Regions from separate parts of the Mus musculus genome. Here region 2 is linked to region 1. The links are chromatin contacts, called in public Hi-C maps. All regions are on one chromosome and are shown on one strand. The core of a region is the stretch at or near the end of the contact, and the rest is flanking DNA. Distances in the headings are between cores, read along the strand shown. Region 1 has its middle 30 kb from the start of Daglb. Region 2 overlaps Rac1 (Rac family small GTPase 1).

Region 1 (3,404 bases), core at 493-2,992:
ATCTACCATGAAATCTATTGTCTTCCCCTCCACCTTTAGGGTTACCTAGGGCTCATGGAGGGGGTGTGAGCCCTGATACCCTCAGTCACTCAGTTCTTCTATTTCCAACACCTGTGATTCCCTTTTATGGCTCTTGGGACATTCCGCCTTACAGTGGCCTGTTTCTCTACAGTACACACATTGATCCTTTTTGGAGCCAGGAGCTCTACTCCTTTTCCATATGCTATATTCTTCAACACTTGGGTATCAGCTTGCTCGCTCTCTTCCAGTAGCTGCCAGAAGCACCTTGGCGAGTTCCCTGGTCTACGGGTCCTCCAGAACCTCCCCGTGAAGTGGAAGCATCTGGTTTCTTTGGAAAGTCAGTTGTGCGGAATGGTGTCTCACTACAGCAGACACATGAATAAAAGTTTTCCTGAAGTGGACATGGGCGAAAGTATGTTTCGCTAATCAGACTCACGAAGGGACGTCTTGCTGAAGCAGACACAGGTGAAAGGACGCATAATGAAGGATTCTTCGCTAATGACACACGTGTATTTGTTTGCTTTACGTCAGTTTGTTGGTACTCCATGGAGAGAAACCCACCAGAAAACTTCTCGAGAGGTTCCTGTGGCTTCTTGCCACTTCGGAGGACTTGGGCCAGTTGGCAGAGTGATGTCAGCTGATACAAACTCACATGAAGTTTTGCTAAGACAGACTCACATGCTTAGGCAAGACAGGTGGTGAGGCAAGAACGGTGGAGGACCTGTGATGTTTGGAGGGAGCATAAGTCTTAATGGACAGTGGTGACAGGGCTTGCATAGCTAGCTTTGCAATGCTTCTTGGTCTCTTGTCCTCACTGATCTTTGCTTCGCTGAGAGAGGCACAGCTGAGAACTTCTCCTGGCGTCCCTGGTGGTCCTGGTCCCTCCTGCTGACTGGTGCTGATGCAGCTGAGGTCTGGCTATCTTTGCTAGGTCATGTCACTGTTGCTGATTTGTGTTTGCTATTCCTACACTACTGAACTGGACTGCTTGTATATTTGTGAAGTGTTTGCAGATGGATCAAGCTCCTACTGATGACTCCTGTGAGCTGAACTGCCGAGTTCCTGACAACACAGATGGGATTTGCTCCATAGAACCATTTCTAAACAGGTCTGCTGTCCCCATATCCTAATAAACTTTTTTCCCCCACTACCTCTGGTGGGATAGAAGGGAGATTAACACATTTAAGAGCCATTATTAAAATCAGGGTTAAGAAAAATTAAAGCCTCCATCCCTGATATTAAAGATGTTCTTGGCCAGGAGTTCAGTCAGGTGCTTTCCTTTGAATCCTGTTAGCCTCTGGAGTGTTCAGCGGATGTCTGGCTCCACCTAGTGGACGAATGCCAAGTTGACCTCTGGGGAGGTCACAGGGGTCAGCTTCTGATCAGCTTGCACCAGGTGGCTAGTGGTCTGCATTCCTATGTCATGAGCATTTAACCACAGGATGAGATGGCGCTGCCGAGCCCAGATGGCCATCCTGAGATAGGTTTCCCATTCTTGTGGACCTCTCCAGGGTGTTCTATGGGAGAGGAGGGGGTTTTTATGACCTTGTTCCTGGATTTTATGGTCTGTTCCTGGATCTGGTGACTTATGGCCTAGTTTCTGGGACTGGGGCTTTCTTTTTGAAGACAGGCCTGGTCCCGAAATGGAGACGAATGGAGTATGTGCGGTCCTTTCATTTCTCCCACCACCAGGCTTAACTCCACAGTCCCTGCATGTGAGCAGATGCCTGCAAAAGCCAGGAAAGGAGAGGGCATCCGATCCTCTACAGCTGGTTCCAGGTGGTTGTAAGCTGCCAGATGAGGGTGCACGGAACAGACCTGTGGTCTCTGCAGGGGGACTGCATGCTTTGAACAACTGAACCATCTCTGCAGCTTCTATGCATCTTCTTCAGCCCTATACACACAGCAGAACTCTTTGTAGGCATTTCCTATCTAAGGAAATAACATTGTTAGGCAAAGGTTGAGGGTGTGTAGGTCAGGTGTGGGGGTGCACACCTTTAATCTGGGAGCAGACGCTGGACGATCTCTTGTGAGTTAACAGTTAAGTCTTATCTACATAGTGAGTTTCAGGCCATCTTCATAATGAGACCTTGTTTTAAAAGAAAAAGTTAGGGATGGAAATACTGCCCAGAGGTTAAGAACACTGGCTGTTCTTCCAGAATACCCGGGTTCAATTCCCCACACCTAAATGGAGGCTCACACTATCTGTGACTCAGTCTCCGGGGATTCAATAGCCTCCTCTGGCCTCCATGGGCACGAGGCACCTGCACCCACCCCACATAGTATACACACGCACAAGCACACGCACGCGCGCGCATACACACACACACACACACACAGGCAAAACATTCATAAAATAAGTAAATCTAAATTTAAAAAAAATTAAGATGAATGGATTGCTATTTTAATAGCTACTATTTTTTAAATAGTTGATTTTAATTTTAATCGTCAACTTGAGAAAATCTAGAACCACTAGGTGTTGTAGGAAAGTGTCTCAAAGAGAAGTCTAGAGAGGGCTGGCCTGTGGCCATGTCTGTGGATGAATACCTTGATGGCACTATTCGACATGGGAAGAACTGTGGGCAGTACCATTCCCTAGGCAGAGGTTGCTTCTTTTTTTCTTTTTCTTAGATTTATTTATTTATTATATATAAGTACACTGTAGCTGTCTTCAGACACACCAGAAGACAGATCTCATTACAGATGGTTGTGAGGAACCAAGTGGTTGCTGGGATTTGAACTCATGACCTCTGGAAGAGCAATCAGTGTTCTTAACCACTGAGCCATGTATTCAGCCCACAGGGGTTGCTTCTTGATGGTGGATATAACGTGACCAGCTAGCTGTCTCCAGCTCCTTTCTGCTGTGACTTCCATTCAATGATCTTACCCAGAACTGAAAACTAAAATAAAATCAATAATTTCTCTCTTAAATCACTTTTATTAGGGTATTTACTCACAGTAAGGATGAATCTGGAACACATGTTAGTGGACCTTTAAGAAAAACAACAAAAAACAAAGTTATCCTAGGTTTGCTCATCAAGTCCCCACCTTTTTTCCCTGCCTGTGCCGTGCTCCTGTTCAATTCTGGATGATGACGATGACGACGATGATGACGTCGATGATGATGACAATGATGATGATGACGTTTTGAGACATGGCCTTTCTCAAGATCCTCCTGCCTCAGGTTCCTGGGACTCCACCTGTGTCACCATACCCAGATATTGACTTTTGTTTGTTTGCTTGTTTTGGGACAGGATTTCTCTATGTAGCCCTGGCTGTCCTGGAACTTGCTATATAGACCAGGCTAGCCCTGAACTAATTCACTTACCTTTGCCTCTGGAATGCTGGATTAAAGGCATGCACCACCACCACTTGGCTTTTTT
Region 2 (3,030 bases), core at 346-2,845, 75 kb before region 1:
CTTCTGTGTGTGTTTGCATCTGGGTATGACAGAGACCACCTTCAGGTGTTGTCCCTCAAGACACACCTTGCTTTTTAAGTCCCAGTATCTTGCTGGGACTCAGGGCTTACCCCAGGGTTCCTCATGCCTGCCCTGCAAGCATGTCCCTAAGTGAACGCTCTTCAGCCCTTGCTGTACTTTTGACTGCTGAGGAGTTGACGTGGGACGTGGCTGGTGACGTGGGAGCTAAAGTTACTGGAGACTCTCATTAAAGGCTGGCGTCACAAAGGTCCTGGTGATCTAGGAAAGTAGTAGTCAGGCCCTCAGGAAAGATGGTCGCCACCGAGAGGGAGGGGACAGGGAGGAGCAGAGACACAGCACAGCCCCTTTGCCCTGGTACAGGAACAAGGGGTTAACCCTAGGAGAAAGCATCAGATGCCGACTAATGTCATACAGTTGTGTTTAGGCCAAAGTTGGGGGTGAAAAGGGAAGAGAGCAGGAGGCTGATGGCATAATGCACACGTGAGTTAGGGTGGCGCTGTGGTCCAGCTGTGCATCTCTGCTCCATCGGGAAGGTACTAAAGGACTGTGGAGTGGAGTGGAGGGGCTGGAGGGTGCTCCAGCAATATTGGAGCCATCCTGAAGACTGTCACAACATGAAACACTGGATTGATGGTTTTGTTTTGTTGGTGGGGTCTATTGTGTCAAGCCCTTAGGACACCCTTAGAAATAGCCCACAGATGAAACCAGGAGTCTGGAGATTGTTACTCTTTGATTGTAAATACAAGCTTGAGTGAGGTAAAATTAAAATCATACTGCGCTTGTTTTTTATTAGAATTTCTGGGGTTTCATATTGGGAAATTGTCAATTTTTACTGAGTATAGAAACAAAAGGAAAGTATTATGATGAAAATGGAAAAGGTTGTCACCTACAGAGTTCCTTAGCAACCCCCCCAAGGGACCTTAGTTCATTTCAAGAACTTACTCCAGTCTGAAGCCACTCTTCCCTCCCAGAGCGGGGCTAGGAGGCCGCCAGCCTGGATCCCTTAGGCTCTGTTCTGGAAAGCTTCGCTGTGCCTACAGGCAGGCGTCTCCCCCGACTCTGAGGTTCTCTTGGCTTATCTCTGAGAAGGTGGAGTTCTCTGAAGACCTTGTCAGTACTGCATGCCGGCAACAGGCCACTTTCTGAACGCTGAGCTCTGTGAGTGTGTTACATTCTGTCAAGTGCGGGAGTGACGTGGTGGCAGGCCCAGCCTTCCCGTGACTTCCTTACTGAACCGCAGGGGTGGGTAGCTCCTCAGCTCCAGCTGCATGGAGTAATGATGTGTGGCTCTCAGCTTCCAAGGTGACCTACATGAATGCACAGCTTTGGATTCCTCAGGAGGGCTGAGACAAACGTGTGTGGAAACTAACAGGTTATATTGATTTTGTATTTCTTAGTTTATATCGAACTCAAGCAAAGTTCTCCTGCATTACTAGGTTGGAGACACATGTGGTAAAGATAGACCCTCCAGGGGCAAAGACAAGCCGATTGCCGTATGTAAGACTTTGAGTCGACCTCAGCCTCCAGCTTTGTCTCTTCTCTTATCTCACTGAGTCTCCAGGAAGAGCTGAGCCTCAGCTCCCTGAGTGTTTCCTCCGACTCACTCAGGAGAGGCTGCTCTTGATAAAATGAGCTTCCTCTGGCCTGTGACTTCACTCCCAGTGGGTTATAAAGTGGCCGATGAGCTGCTTGCTCCCGTCCTCCCATGTGAAAGGAGGGGTGTCCGGAAGCCCCTCTCTGGGACGGTTGGAGGTGCAGGTGTGGAGGGTCCACTGGTGCTCATGTGGGTGCTTTCTCGCTCACCCAGACTAACCACTCCCAGGGCCTCTTCTCTGACTCTGGTGTTCTGTGTGGTGGGCTGTGGGGGCTGCGCAGCGCTGGTGAGCTAACCCAACTGTGCTTTGAGAGGGTGTGGAATCAACTTGGATGCTTGGGAGGCCCTGGTGATTCTCTGATAGGCTTGTGCATGCGCCAGCATTGAAGTAAACCATTGTTTATAAAAAGCTGTTGTGTGGGACATTTCTTTCCTTTTCAGGTACAAGATACCAGCTGGATAGTTGAAGGTGCTAGCTTGGGAACTGTATACATTTCACAAATAGCATAGTTGCCTTTTCTAGGGCTATGTCTTGATAAGCCTAACATTTTAGAAACTCTTGGGCATAATTTTATACAGGTAAATATCTGAATTTTACTTTATGTGTAATAACAGGAAGAAACCTCAGATATTTTCTATTGAGCCGGCAGTTTCTCCTGACGTAAGATTCTTGCCCTGCTTGTCCTTGCTTTCTTTGGGGCCACAGATACACTGGGGCAGCTTTTCCAGAGGCCCTTGACTCTGCTTGGGAAGATGGTGCAGTAGTTGGTGCTTGTCTACTGGGAGATGGCACACTGAGTCCCCTCCCTGGCTGGAAGGCTGGGGAGCAAACTCTTGAACTCCATTTTGTGCCAAGGACAGTGACAAGCTGGCTGATGGACGCTCGAGATGTCAGGAGCCTTGAGCTTACGGTGCATGTGGGGAGCTTAATGAAAAGCGTGCCTTGTTGGAGGATGTGTTTAAATCGACTCTGCATTCATGAGCCTCAGAGAGACCATGGTTTTCAGAAGAATTTGTGTTGATAGCAGATAATTAGGTTTCCAGTTGGGCGTGATTAGCAAGCGGCCTCCTGGGAATGTGATTTGATCCCTCCCTAGCATCAAACAGCTTCCAGCAGTTTCTTCTTCCATGTCCCCTTTTTCAAAAGGCAGGCCTGGTAATGGTTTTGAGTCTCTGGCCGACTGGAGAGGTAGGTGGGAGCAGCGAGGACCTAGTTGCAGGTAGCAGTAGGCACGCAGTGCCTCTCTCTGACAGTGCTTCGCTAGCTATCGGCGTGAGGCAGAGTGCTCCCACAGTCCAAGACTGCCCTCTACATTGCCTGTGTTTCCTTTCTGTAGGACGTGTTCTTAATTTGCTTTTCCCTTGTGAGTCCTGCATCATTTGAAAATGTCCGTGCAAAGGTAAGTGGGACTTAT

Evidence for each region. Hi-C and Micro-C count contacts between places; a contact is called where the count stands out from the background.
Region 2: a contact with region 1 is called in a Hi-C map of bone marrow-derived macrophages, with 66 read pairs. The contact joins two enhancer-like sites. A contact is called at or near these places in 5 of 15 datasets of contacts at CTCF or cohesin (CD8 T cells, the G1E-ER4 cell line, the NIH/3T3 cell line and 2 more), 69 of 484 Hi-C or Micro-C datasets (the 4T1 cell line, the AML12 cell line, B cells and 38 more), 7 of 115 datasets of contacts at active chromatin or transcription factors (CD8 T cells, the HPC-7 cell line, bone marrow-derived dendritic cells and 2 more) and 4 of 9 other capture datasets (adipose tissue, embryonic stem cells, liver and 1 more).

The regions. Positions count from the first base shown.
Region 1 is chr5:143,432,544-143,435,947 of GRCm38.p6, reverse strand. No RefSeq gene overlaps it. Among named protein-coding and RNA genes, the nearest start is that of Daglb, 30 kb to the left of the region's middle. Within about 2 kb of position 1,742, at least 14 of the 459 cell types and tissues checked have an H3K27ac peak or open chromatin away from gene starts, as enhancers often do. A contact at or near this core is called in bone marrow-derived macrophages, where this site is marked.
Region 2 is chr5:143,508,081-143,511,110 of GRCm38.p6, reverse strand. Rac1 (Rac family small GTPase 1) reads left to right here. Exons shown (of 6, transcript NM_009007.2): 4 at 2,953-3,015. Among named protein-coding and RNA genes, the nearest start is that of Rac1, 18 kb to the left of the region's middle. Within about 2 kb of position 1,595, at least 68 of the 459 cell types and tissues checked have an H3K27ac peak or open chromatin away from gene starts, as enhancers often do. A contact at or near this core is called in bone marrow-derived macrophages, where this site is marked.